Linked DNA regions of Mus musculus: region 1 is linked to region 2. The links are chromatin contacts, called in public promoter capture Hi-C maps. All regions are on one chromosome and are shown on one strand. Each heading gives the region's core, a stretch centred on a gene start, on an enhancer-like site or on the middle of the called end of the contact. The rest is flanking DNA. Distances are from core to core; before and after follow the strand shown.

The links. Promoter capture Hi-C pulls out the DNA fragments that hold promoters and counts their contacts.
Region 1: a contact with region 2 is called in a promoter capture Hi-C map of liver, with 4 times the contacts expected there. The contact joins the promoter of Tm9sf1 here to the promoter of 4931414P19Rik in region 2. A contact is called at or near these places in 3 of 39 promoter capture datasets (hippocampal neurons, liver and pre-B cells) and 1 of 9 other capture datasets (liver).

What each region holds. Positions count from the first base shown.
Region 1 is chr14:55,640,151-55,647,164 of GRCm38.p6, forward strand. It overlaps Tm9sf1 (transmembrane 9 superfamily member 1), which reads right to left and starts at 3,221. Exons shown (of 5, transcript NM_001360063.1): 1 at 2,444-3,221; 2 at 817-1,438; 3 at 235-420. The coding sequence starts at 2,788. It also overlaps a transcript of Tssk4 not described here.
Region 2 is chr14:54,602,721-54,609,283 of GRCm38.p6, forward strand. It overlaps 4931414P19Rik (RIKEN cDNA 4931414P19 gene), which reads right to left and starts at 3,188. Exons shown (of 7, transcript NM_028890.2): 1 at 3,083-3,188.

The DNA of each region.
Region 1 (7,014 bases), core at 1,971-4,470, 1.0 Mb after region 2:
CAACCATCTGTAACTCCAGTTCCAGGGTTCCATAGGCTACCATAGGGACTATATGCATGAACTGCACAATGTTGTACATGTTACATATGTGTTGCACATGCAGGCAAAACACTTGTAAATGTAAGTATCAAAGCCTTCTCCTTATGGCCCCTGCACTGTGATTCTGCCCCTGGACCCATGATGTGTTCTTAGTTACTAAGTCCAGGCAGACCCAATAACAGGGCGTGTTCTCACCAGAGAAGAGGCTGCTGGTGAGAATGATGTTCCACACCCAACGCTCGCCTCCAATTTGCCGGTAGAAGTGGCTCGACACGTAGCCAGAGATGCAGCAGGTCAGGGCATACAACAAGATCGCTGCTGAGTTAATGGCCCCGTGACGGTGCACGTTGAACATGCCAAGCAACGCCATGACAATAATGCCTGTAAGGTAGTAGTGGAAAGCTCCAGTTAGGCCTCACCAACACCTCTTCTCGACCTCAGAGAAATCATCCCCCTTAACCCAGGTCCCTCAGGTGATTTTCCTAGTTCTACTGGAGTCAGGAAAACCCACACACATCCGCACTAGAGCTACCGAGTCCCTTAGGTCTCTTTCTCACCTTGAACACAAGAGGAAATCCACTGAACTTTTTTTCTTTTTTTTTTTTGTTTTGTTTTTGTTTTTTTTTTCCAGAGACAGGGTTTCTCTGTATAGCCCTGGCTGTCCTGGAACTCACTTTGTAGACCAAGCTGGATTAAAGGCGTGCGCCACCATGCCCGGCTCACTGAACTTTTCTAATGACCTATCTGCTACCCTGAGAGCAATTCATATCCCCTCACCAGTGCCAAGGGCCAGGAACTGGGCGCCCACACCAAGCACAGCACAGAGCAGACCACGGTATGGAGGGAAGCGGAAGACATCTGTATGGATAATTTTCCAGCCATTATCGCCCTGGTCAAAGTCGTCACTAGAGCCGCCAGAGCTCGTCTCTTCGTCTAGGTTGTACCGAGCCAGGTCATTTCGAAGCACACGCATTAGAATAACAGCCACAAAACCCACCAGTAAAAACACAAGCACCATGGAGTTGATGATGGACAACCAATGGATTTCCAGGGTTCGAGGAAAGAAGCCTCCATCATCACCTCGGCGCCTGTCACTCCGATGCTCCACTGACGTCTCAGACCAGCGCACACTGTAAGTGTGAGTAAGGCCCAGCAATTCATCAGACCGCAGCCCATCCAAGCTGTGGGGCTTGACGTCCCGCACCGAAACATTGGCAAATATAATTCGATCTCCATGGAATTCTAGGTGGAAGTCCAAATGTGTCCAGAGGCCTATCTTGTGGCTATGTGGCAGGAAGCCACTCTCTTCCATGTAGCCCACAAAACCACGGATTGGCAAATCATCGACCACAAACTCAAAGTAATACAATTCCTCAATGGCCTGGCGCAGCTGCTCCACCTGTAAAGAACAAGCCAGGAGTCGGTTACACAAAGCCTCGCAGAGTTAAACAGGGTTTTGAAGACTTGGCGGTACTCCTATTTTGGTTTGGCTAATTCTGTGTTGTAGGGAGATACTGATCTGTGCATGGCAGGGGTCAGCATCCTTGATCCTTACACACTACATACCAATAGTACCACTGAGCTGTGACAATCAAAATTATTTCCAAGATGGGCTACGGTGGTGCACGCCTTTAGTCCCAGGACTGGGGAGGCAGAGGCAGGTAGATCTCTTGTGAGTTCAAGGCCATCCTAGTCTACAGAGAGAGTTCCAGGACATCCAGGGCTGTTGTTACATAGAGAAAGCCTATCTTAGTTGATGGGTAGAGATCTGGTATAGAACAAACCTGTTATCCCAGCACTTAGAAGGTTACTATTGGGTTTGAGGCTAGCCTTGGCTACATAGTAAGACCTTATCTCAATGTTCAAAACAAGAACAAACCCCTAAACCAACCAAACCAAATGTCTTTATACACTGCCAAAGTACCTAGGTACAAAACTGTTTTCCATTGAGACTCACTGACTGATTCTGGTATATTAGCCCCAAAAAAGAACAAGGATCTCTTTGCTAGGATAAAGTCTCAGAAAAATAAATGGAGCAAAGTATAAAAAGACTGGAATTAAGAAGTTCCAAAATTTGCTAAAGGAAAAAAAAGAAAAGTAACAGGGAAGGCTAAAAAGTAAAAAAAAAAGTCATGGAAAAAAACAGAGGCATGTACGGAAGGAGAGAGACTTGCACAGGACTCTGGGACCTATTACTGACAGCGAAGAGCCTTAGGCTCTAAGCTCCCCGCTCTGCATCTCTGGATCCATGTTATCTTGAAAAGTCAGTTTGGAACATCTAAGCAAGTACACGGGGTTGTAGTTGGAGTCCAAACATAATTTCCATAAAGGTACCATAGATGCAAGGCACCCTTAGTCCCTAGCAAGGAGGGCTGAGTGATATGTACCGCGGAGAGCAGCTGACCTGTGCAGAACTGAGCTGCATGTGACACAGAATTCTCTTCTCCACATTCTCCCGAAAGCGGATCTCGTACAAAGATTCGGCCATTCGGTCCCCATCCAGAACTTCACCCAAACTAAGACTTTTGTGGCGGATCTTCTCAGGACAGCAGACTGGAAGCTGATAGTAGTGGTAAGTTTCCTGAGGGTTATGGTAGGGTCCCACTTTGTTGACATATAGAATGACAGGGTCGCCGGGCTTGTAGTGTGTGACACCTTCCACCCATGGCCCATGGCCTATGCCCAGCAACAGTATCAGGACTGGCAAACAATGGCAGCTCCAACTTCGAGGGTACCCTAGGACTGTCATCCTTAAGGCAGCAGAACCTGTTGGGGGAATCCCGTGGTTACAGAAACTAGGAATCAAATCATGATGACCCGGTTCTGGTCTCTCAAGTGCCCATTGGCTCCACCTCCTCCCTTCGGCCTCCCGATCCCCACACCACAGAACTTATCTATCCCAAAGACGGGGCCTGGCGTGCACTCAATAGTACTCCCAACCTAGGGTTCACGCCTCTAGGCCTCCCCAGCCCGGGGCTGCGCGTGCCAACCCGTTTCTATAGCAACGCCCGGCGGGCTCGCTGCTACGGAAGGGGCACTCGCCGCAGCTCCAGGGTCCTCACTGCGAGGTACCGGCTGGCCAAAGAGGCGCCAGTGGCCTCACGGGGCCCCGTAGCTGCCCTTGGGCTTCTGCCCCGGTCTTCCAGACAGCGGCGCCGGAGCGGTAGGCTTGCGGAGGACCTGACGACGGACCTCCTCCGGGTTGTCCGCCGCTGCGCCTGATTGCCGCGGCTGCTGCCACGTCGCCGGCGTCCGCCCTCGGCTCATTCGAATGCTCCTGGAAGAGCTCTGGTTCGCCCGCAATCCGGCCCGGCCACGGATTCCACGATGCTCGCTCCCCGAGCCACCGAGCGATGCCAGTGGTCGTCCCGGCGAGCAGCACCGCAGCCCGGACACGTCAGTCTTACCACTTCCGCCTTCGCCGACGGGGACCTCAGCTCCGGGAAGGCGGGAAGGCTCTTCTCCTGAGCCAAGAGCTCCGCGATGCTCGCCGGTGTGTCGCGGGCGGCTTCCCACGGGCTCTCGCGCGGCTGGGCTGTCCTCTCTAGGATGGAGAGAGACAGCTGGGGAGCGGGAGCGCGGCACCCGCCCCCGGCTGCTGAGGTCGGCCCGGACGCGGAAAGTTGTCCCTAACCTGGGCGGGGCGGGGCTTTGTGCCGCGTTCCCACGCCAGGGACCTGTAGCCTCCAACACCTTGGTAAAGGTGCCCCTCCGAGGCTTTCTGGAGGCACGGACCGGTTATTGTTGGCAACAGGCATGCGGGAGGTAGGTGAGGTGCACCTACAGTTTGCCATTTCACCCTGCAAGTTGTGCGGGTTGACAGCGCGTTTTTTTTTTAAGATTTATTTATTTATTATATGTAAGTACACTGTAGCTGTCCTCAGACACTTCAGAAGAGAGAGTCAGATCTCGTTATGAGATGGTTGTAAGCCACCATGTGGTTGCTGGGATTTGAACTCGGGACCTTTGGAAGAGCAGTCGGGTGCTCTTACCCACAGAGCCATCTCACCAGCCCGACAGCGCGGTTTTTGATCGGAAGTAGGTTTTTGTTTTGTTTTTTGAATGTGGAGTCCCTGCAGACCTCGAACCCGGGGTCTTTTGAGTCTCCGCCTTCAGAGTTTCAGAGCTTACAGGTACCATCTCACTTCCGTCATTTTGTTCCCAAGTTCGTCTGTGGGACGTTTGGACTTCTCCCTAACTTTGCAGGTTTCTTTGAACGCGTTACTTTTGTCTGGCTCAAGCTGTTGTGAAGGGGCTCTGCCCCTTTTGAACAGTGACTTTCACTTGGCAACATGGGAGCAAACGGAAGGAAGCTGACTTCAATTTTTCTATTCTGGCGGAAGCAAGTACTGAGAGAAATCACAAGCAGCCATTCTTTCCTCACTCCTACGACTGTTCTTTTCTGATCCACCCACTGTCCTGAAGCGGTTAGAGTCTAGGAAGCTAGGCTTGAGCCAGACACAGTGGCTTTTGTTTTGACCCCTTTGCCCTCCTCAAGACAGTCAGTCTTGCTGTGTTGCCTGACTGGCCTTGGAACTGCTGCCGAAGCAATAGCCCTGCCTCGGTTTCGCGAGTAGCTGGGACTGCAAGTGTGTGCAAGGCTTGCGGTACTGAGGCAGGCCTGACTGAGTTCTGTGGTTAGGAATAACTTAAGATGCTTTGGAGTTTTCTTTGGATGACCTACCCAGTGAAGCCAGAAATCAAAGCTTCTCTTAGCACCTCTCAAATCGCAAGCTCCCTTGATTTGTTTCCTGATTCTTTGTTTTCCATCATTTTCTTGATGTAGAGGCCCCATACTCTTTCATGTCAACCACCTTGCTAGCCTCTGAGCCACCTTCCTCTGGGACCATTTTTCAAACTACTGCTGGAAGGACTGTTAAACCGGCAGTACCTCAGGAAGAGAAGGGGCTGAGTATCGGGTTCTGGGGTTGGTTAATTGGAGGTTTTATTGAGACGGGTCTCGGCAGCCTCATCTGGCCTCAGACCTACAGCGATTCTCTTGCCTCAGCAAGGGGTCTCAGGGTGAGCCACTGTGCTACATTTGTTGTTTGTGTTTCTCTGTGTAGCCCTGGCTGTCCTGGAACTCACTCTGTAGACCAGGCTGGCCTCGAACTCAGAAATCCGCCTGCCTCTGCCTCCCGAGTGCTGGGATTAAAGGTGTGCGCCATCACCGCCCAGCTCTTGTTTTTATTTCTACCTTTTCATATCTATCTAGCTTTAAAACAATTGTGTATGTATGCCACAGATGTAGGGATGCCCAAGGAGGCCAGAAGAGGATGTTGGTTCCTCTGTAGCTTGAATTAGAGGGAGTTACATGTTGCTGAGTGTGGATGCTAGGAACTAAACCCAGGATCTTGGAAGAGCAAGCACAAAGATCTCTTAACTACTGATTTTTTTTTTGACAAGTTCTGATTTTTATGTATAACAAACTTGGACTGGAACAACGTAGAGTAGAAAATAGCTTAACACGAGGCCTTACAGAGCCATATCCTGATGCTACTCCAGGTATACTAACTTTCTGGAATACTCTGGGTTCACATAGAAATATTGGATGTTTCTCTCTCTCTCTTTCTCTTTCTCTCTCTCTCTCTCTCTCTCTCTCTCTCTCTCTCTCTCTCTCTCTCTCTCTGTCTTGAACAAATTGGTATACCTTCTATTTGTGATGAGAGATTATTACCAGTTTATTACCAAACCACCTATCCAGGCCTGGTTAATGCACATTGATGAGCAGTACTGGGGTGCATCTCCTTAACTGTGATGTACTCTGGGCAGTTCTTTAATCGTACCAGGTTGTAGAGCTGAATTCCAATAGACTTTGGGCCTGCGGTGCCAGCAGGGCCACATACTCAGTAGGTGGGACCTGACAAGTCAGTTATGGTGTCATCACTTATATTGGAAGATATTTAGTTTTGAGACCCTGTCTCAAAGCAAACAAAAACATCCCAGGTTGTGGTGATTCGAATGAAAGGCCCCACATTGTCTCAGGCATTCAAAGTTTTGGTTCCCACTTGGTGGCGGTGTTTCGGGAGGTTTAGGATGTGTGACCTTGTTTGAGAGTGGTACTGATGGTGCTGGAGCAGGCTCTGAGTCTGCTCAACTTCTGCTCGCAGTTCAGCACATGACCCTCTGGAACTACAGTGCCAATAAACTATTTTCTATAAGTTGCCTTGGTCCTGGTGTTTTATCACAGCGAAAACAGCACAGCGATGGAAGCCACCCAGCATGGTCCTGTAACCTCCACACGCTTGCAAACCTCACAGCAAGGAGACAGAAACCAACTGAATCCTCTTACCTTTGCCTCCTGAGTGCTCAGATTCCAGGCGTGCACCAGTCATGCCCAAGTTTGCCACCCAAAATCATATAAGAAGAACTGACCACACCTTCCTGCCTGTGCTGGCTGGTTTTATGTGACCTTGCCACAAGCTAGAGTTATTTGGGAAGAAGGAACCTCAGTTGAGAAGATGCCTCTACCAGATGGACCTGTGGGCAAACCTGTTGTGCATTTTCTTGATCTTCTGACTGATATGGGAGGGCCCACTCACTGTGATAAGTGGGGGTGGGGGGAGTTGCTGGGCTAAGGTACTGGGAACTATAAGAAAACAGGCTGAACAAGCCATAGGGAGCCAGCCAGTAGTAGCACTCTTCCATGGCCTCCACAGCAGTTTCTGCTTCTGGTCTCCTCCCTTGAGCTTTTCCTGAGTTCCCTGAATTATGAACTACAAGCTGTAAAACTGAACCCTTCCCTCCCCAAGTTCCTCATGGTTACAGAGTTTTATCACAGCAATAGAAACCCTAAGACCCTGCCCTTCTCACTCAGTCGCTCCCTAAACTTGTTCTTCCTTTCAACTGAGACTTGCAGCCCATCCCCCAGCCTCTGCTTTGTTTCTAGCTTCCCTCTCTATAAGGTAGAGTCCACATTCTTACCTGAGACTTTTGATGTTTTGAGGCAGGTTCTTTGTAGCCCTAGCTGGCCTG
Region 2 (6,563 bases), core at 1,938-4,437:
CAAGTGAGCAGTTGCCGTGCCTGGTGCCCAAGGAAGTCAGAAGTGGTTCCCATGGGACGCTGGAGTTCTATGAGCCACCTGGGAACTGAACCAGGGTCCTCTACTACTGAGCAAACTCTCCAGCCCTCCCAGACCTCGAACTATGTAGAACAAGCTGGCCTCAAAACCGTGGCAAGCCTCCTGCATTAGCCTTGGAGAGCCAGAATTACTGGTGTACACCACTATGCTCTATTTGTAACAGGTTTTCAGGTCTATTTGGCAGTATAATTTTAAAAATTAACTTGGCAAGATGTAAGTTTTCAGTTGCCCTAGACTATACCTGATATACTGCATTTATGAAGACATGGGAACATGTAAAACTAAATCCCAGGGCTTTTATCACATGTGCACAGCGCCTCCAGTCAATGCTGATTATTACTTTAACGTGACTCAGATGGGCGCCTGCAATTGCATCGCAATCCCAGAGAGATGGGTGCTCGGTCTACAGGCAGTGGAGCTGCAGGCTGGCCTCTGCCCGCCCTCGAGGCCGCGTCCCATCGAGCAAGAAGGGCCCCGGGTCCTCACGAGTGGACCTCAAGGGCAGCCTCTAGAGCCCACTCCCCGGGGCCCCAACTCCTCGTTTCCGAGACTGCCGCACCCGTGTGCCGCAGCCGCGCGAGAACGCGGAGCCCGTGTACCCGGCGGCGCGCGCAAGGGGTGCGGCACCGCCCCGCTTGCCCTCTGGCTCGCGCTGATAGGCGGTTGAACCAAAAGGATGCAGGGCCAGGGACGCTATTGGCGTGCGCTCCCAGTCACTCAACGAGGCGGAGGGAAGGGAGGGGCCTCCTCAGGGAGGGACACGACCAAGAGAGGCTTTTTCAAGGACGCCGGGCGCCATTTTGGTTTACTGTTTACTCGCCTTTGTGCCTTGGTGCTCTACAGTTGTGTGTACACGACTGTAAGTACAGAGGCTGCAAATGAATTTGGTTGGGCTGATTTTTGGGTTCCATGCCTCCCTCAGTTACTGAGCTTTCGGGTTCTAGTTGCCAAGTAGCAGTTCCTCCTTAATTCGGTTTGCTTTTGGATTCTCAGCAAAATCCACTCAGTATTATAGATTTGCTCTTCTTTGGTAAAACTGTCAAACTAACCAAGCCAATCCATGGGATGGATTCCTCTCTCACAAACAAAACAAAACAAGACAAAACAAAACCGACCTTGGCGACGAGCCTAGATCGCAAGACGTAGTCTAAGCTAAACTGGCTGGCAACTATTGTCTTAGGACTTAGAAGTCATGTTAGTTAACATGTGATGCCTACTGTGGTGCCTGAGCCTTCAAAAGGATAACAAAAGTTACCATCACTCCTGGGGTCACTAAGTTCGCTAGAATATAACTACATTTCAAAGATATGCATTGTCTAAACTTGCGGAAGGTCCACCCTGGGACCAGTAATCATTGTGTCCCAATCTGGTTTGTATTGCTGGGAAATAAAAAGTCACTGTAAATAAGTCTAGTCAACCTGAGCCAGGGCATTCTCCTTATTAGTATAAATTATACTGCAGGTATTGTTTAGGTGTCTTTAAATGCTGTCTCTACACAACACTGAACTAAGAAGCACGGGGGTTTGGTTGTAGTGAAAACTTGCACTTTAATCTCCCGGTTACAACATTGTAACCGACCCTGATTGCCATCCACATACACTATAATGTTTTCACTCAAGTCTTTAAACACAGACTGGATTTGGGCAAATCCTGTCTAACTCTTAATAAGCCTGTCTCAGCATAGAACTCCCAAGGGAAGGGGGGCCTCTGCCCCAGGCAACAGTCCTTCAATGCACACACACTTTTCCAAAAATGTGACGATATGGGGGAAGCTTTGCATTCACAGAAAGCAAAATAACAATCACATTGTATTTCTTATCCCTCCTGGGTTTTGCGTTTGCCTCCTCTTGCCCCTACCCCAAGTACCCCTCCCAGGACCCCACCCCCACCCCCGTTCAGTAACTGGACTAGAATATTGTCTCACACACTTTCCCAGATGTGGAGTTTTCCAAACAAATCCCAACCAATAAAAGGTCACTTTGTCAAAATGCCAGGAGATTCCCTTCTGGTACCTCCCCCCAAAACTACTCATAAAGGCTAAAATATACACAGTTGCATGTTTAGGAAGGAAAACCAATAAAAAACCAAAAGCATTTAAAAAGTCACTAAAAGGCTCTGGACTACACACTCAGTCCCCGTCCCCCCCACTTCGTTTGCCAAACACACTGACTGCAGGCTTTGGGGCAATTATTTAATTATTCACTAATCTGATATAAAAAGAAGCAGAAAAGAAGGTAAATTCCAATAGGATGAAAGTTCTTAAGTATGCTAAGTGCAGGATTTCCTCTACGCTTTACTTTGCATTTGAAATCCTGTTTTGATCACATTTGGGAACACAGAGGGGAAAAAACATCCTAAGGTCTATTTTACACACATAAAATCAAATGAAAACACTTTAAAAATAAAATCCGATAACAGCACATATACACATACTTTACATAAATACAAAGAATAAACCACAAGATGAATCCATACGAAATGGTATGTTTTAAGTGTACATACACACAAATGTCCTCATGAAATTGTGTGTGCAAAACACTGTGAGAGAGCTTTCCCTTCTCTCCTGGGAAATGAGTGTCCCAATTAAAATAACCCAGTATATTTAATCTATTGGCCTGTCACACTCGCTGCTACATTGCTGCTACAGCACTTGGTTTTGGTTCTGAGTGAGTGTGTCTAAAATACATGCCAAAGGCTTTGTGAGGGCACCTCAAATCTCTCTGTTGCCTGTGGTAGAAATTCACATTATCGCTTTAACCCGATTAAAAACAAATCTATACTTCCCCAAGCGACTAAAATTTAAATCCTTCAACCACAAAATTTACCAATTCTTAAAATGTGATCCAAAAAGAAAAAAAAAATCTGTAAATTGGTCTGGGAACAGTTGCACACGGCTTCTCAACTTGGTATATTTTTAAACCTCGACCAGGAAAAAGAAAGAGAAAGAGAGACAGGAAAAGAAATGGGGAAAAGAGCAAATTCCCCTTAGCAACAGTTTCCTCACCCCAGCACTGCCACAGATCTCTATTTTTAAAAATTTGGAAAACGCACACAAGATGAAGGAGGAAAAAAAATGGAAAAAGGATACTCGAAGGTCGTATGGCTCTTTGTATTCGTGTGTGTGCAAAAAAGGAGGACTCGCGGAGCCGGAGCTCACAAGCCCCGCCCCTTCCCGGCCGCCCGCCCGGATTGGCCGCCGCCCGCCCCGCCCGCAAGCACACGCGCCGCACCCGAGGCGCCCGTCCGGGGGGCCCCCGAGGGCCGCGAGCTCCCGGACCTGGCCGATGCGCCCACTGCCCTTCCCTTTCTCCTCGCTGTCCGCTCATCTTTCCCGTCTCGTTCTCCCTCCCCGCCCCCCAAGCCAGGCTCAGAAGAACCACCCTGTGAGTGAGCGCCCTCTGACATTGCTAAGCTGGGAGAACTAGCGAACTTGGGACCTCTTAGGCTGATTGAGCGTCAGGTTTGGGGGGCGAGGCCCTCCAACCCTTGGTTTCCCAGGCCAGTGTCTCTGGGTCACACAAGTTGTCTAGCAGCCCACCTTTACATGAACATCTATGAGTGTAACGTTGTTCAAGTGAGAGGCTAAGTAGCCTTACACTTGGGGCTTGTTTTTGCACAGCCTGAGCCAGGCTCCCCTACTAGGCTAAAACCACATTCTGAAGAAACCAAAATGTCTCCCTCACACACCCTGCATGTAGACCATTGCTTAAACCTCGATTTTAAGCAGTCCATAAACCGGTCTCACTGCACCTTTTTATTATAAAACGTTTGCGCGAACACACACACACACACACACTAACATACATACATACATACGTGTGTGTGTGTGTGTGTGTGTGTGTGTGTGTGTGTGTGTGTATTTTTTCTTTTGGTGGGGGCACTCGCGTGCCGCAATGCAAAGTGTGGCAATTAGGGGACAACTTGTGCCAGGTGTGGTGGCGCATGCCTTTAATCCCAGCACTCGGGAGGCAGAGACAGGCGGATTTCTGAGTTCGAGGCCAGCCTGGTCTATAAAGTGAGTTCCAGGACAGCCAGGGCTATACAGAGAAACCCTGTCTCAGAAAAAAGAAAAAAAAAAAAAAAAAAAAAAAAAAGAATAGGGGACAACTTGCAGGAATTCTCTCCACCTAGAGGGTCTGAAGGATCAAACTCAAGTCCACAGGGGTTTGGCAGCCTTCACCAGTGTCTCTGCTGGACACTAAGTTCTCTTTCTCCCCCCCCCCTCTCCCTCTCCCTCTCCGTCTCTCTCTCTCTCACCTATTTATTTATGTTTTAATATCTGAAACCCATGACCCTTCTCAAGTCTTCTTTCTAGGACTTCCTGCCTTTTCCTCCTCACTCGAACCCCTGACCTATGAGTTTATAAAAGAAAATGAAAAGAACTCTAAAAATGGTGATGCATGCTTTAACCACATTAAAAGAAAAAGATGTGTTCCCGTTTCTTTTTCCCTCTTGTTCTGGAAGCAGTTTCTATGCTTCTGGCTGTGGCCTGGCTGTGTTGAAGAGGAGACTGCAGACGTCTCCAGCTTTGCACAGCAATGTTGACATGGCTTCTTACAGAGGGTAAGCGACTGTGACAGTACAGGGGCACAACACACAGAGGCATGTGTCATTATGTGTGGCCGGAGGATGGCTCTGTCTCCAGGGGAACAGGCTTCACTGGGCATTAGCTTCTACTCCCAGTCACCGTCCTCAGTCTCCGTATGCCTCCTCGCCAAAGCCTCCTGGTCCAGCTCTGCCTGTCAGTGTCTCTATCCATCTTTCCCTGCTGCATCCAGTAACAGTCTCCCGGTTTCCCTCCATTACTTTCCTGTTCCTCTCTCTGGTCTCAGTCCTTGTAGCTTCCTTTCTCACACTTATTGCCTCTGTGATTCCAGCTTTCTGGGTACCTCAGAGGGAGTGATAACTTCTCCTTGTTACATGAAAATCCGTAAGCAGTGCCTGGTTTATTGATTGCTTTTATTATTATTATTATTATTATTATTATTATTATTATTATTATTATTATTTAACGTTTGTGAAGTGGGACTGGGAAAGGACCTCACTCAGTAAAGAGCTTGGTGCTTAAACGAGAGGACCCGAGCTGCATCCTTGGCGCCCGCACAGAGCTGCATATGGCCATGTATGTATAACCCCAGCTCTGTGGAGGAGGAGGCACTGGGATCTTAGGGTTGCTGGCCAGCCCCAGGGACCTAATCTCTGAGATACTAGTGAGGGAGAGTCAGTCTCAAAAAAAAAAATAAAATAAAATAACAACAAAACACCAAAGTGGCCAGCTCCTGAGGGATAGCAGCTGATGTTGACCAAACATTGTGTGAACTAAAGGAAACTTTTTTTTTCCATTCTCATGGCCTTGCTCATGCTAAGTACGCACATATTCTCCAACTGGGCTACACCCTCCCAGGGCACAAAGTGGATTTTCTGTTCAGTTAGGGGTGGGGGGTAGTGTGTAGTGATTGCTTAGCAGGTAAAGGAAGCTGCCAGTAAGCCTGATGATCCATGTTCTATCCTCAGGACCCAGATGCTGAAGGAGTGAACCAATTCTCCCCCCCCCCCCCGCCACTCCACTCCCCCCTCCCAACAGCTGTCCTCTAACCAAATTGTTTTCTGACCTCCACATGTACACTATGGTTCTAGTATCTCCCCCCCCACACACACACACACAAAGGCCTGCAAGTTGCCCTCCCTCTGACCTGAACACACACACTAAATAAATACTAAACAGATACTTTTTAATTTATTCTTGTTTATTTATTGTATGCATGTCAGAGAGTTGATATGGAGGTAAAATTATTTTTATGTGGGAGGGGGGGCAGTAGAGGGCATCAGATCCCCTGGAACTCCAGACATGCATGTTTGTAAGCCACCATCATCTAGGGAATGAAACCTGGATCCTATATAAGGACAAGTGCTCTTGGGGCCTGGAGAGATGGCTCAGTGGTTAAGAGCACTGACTGCTCTTTCAGAGGTTCTGAGTTCAATTCCAGGCAACCACATGGTGGCTCACAACCATCTGTAATGGGATCTGATGCCCTTTTCTGCTGTATCTGACAGCTACAGTATACTCATATAAATAACATAAATAAATACATCTTTTTTGTTTTTGTTTTTTGAGACAGGGTTTCTCTGTGTAGCCCTGGCTGTCCTGGAACTCACTCTGTAGACCAGGCTGGCCTCAAACTCAGAGATCCACCTGCCTCTGCCTCCCAAGTGCTGGGATTAAAGGCATGTGCTACCACGCCTGGCAATAAATAAATAAAAAAAAGAACAAGTGTTTTTAACTTTTTGCCCCTGAACCCATGGTATCTTCTTTCTTTTAAATAAGCCAGGTCAGCAATTCGTCTCTAGTGACAGCTGAACCTGAACTATGAAGGGTTAAGTACTGAGTTGTGTTAAGCACCTAACTCAAAGGCAAAGGCTTCTGGGAGAAGTGAGTTGAGTTAAATAACCTCAAGAAGCTGACATGAGTAGAATTCCTTCTGCCT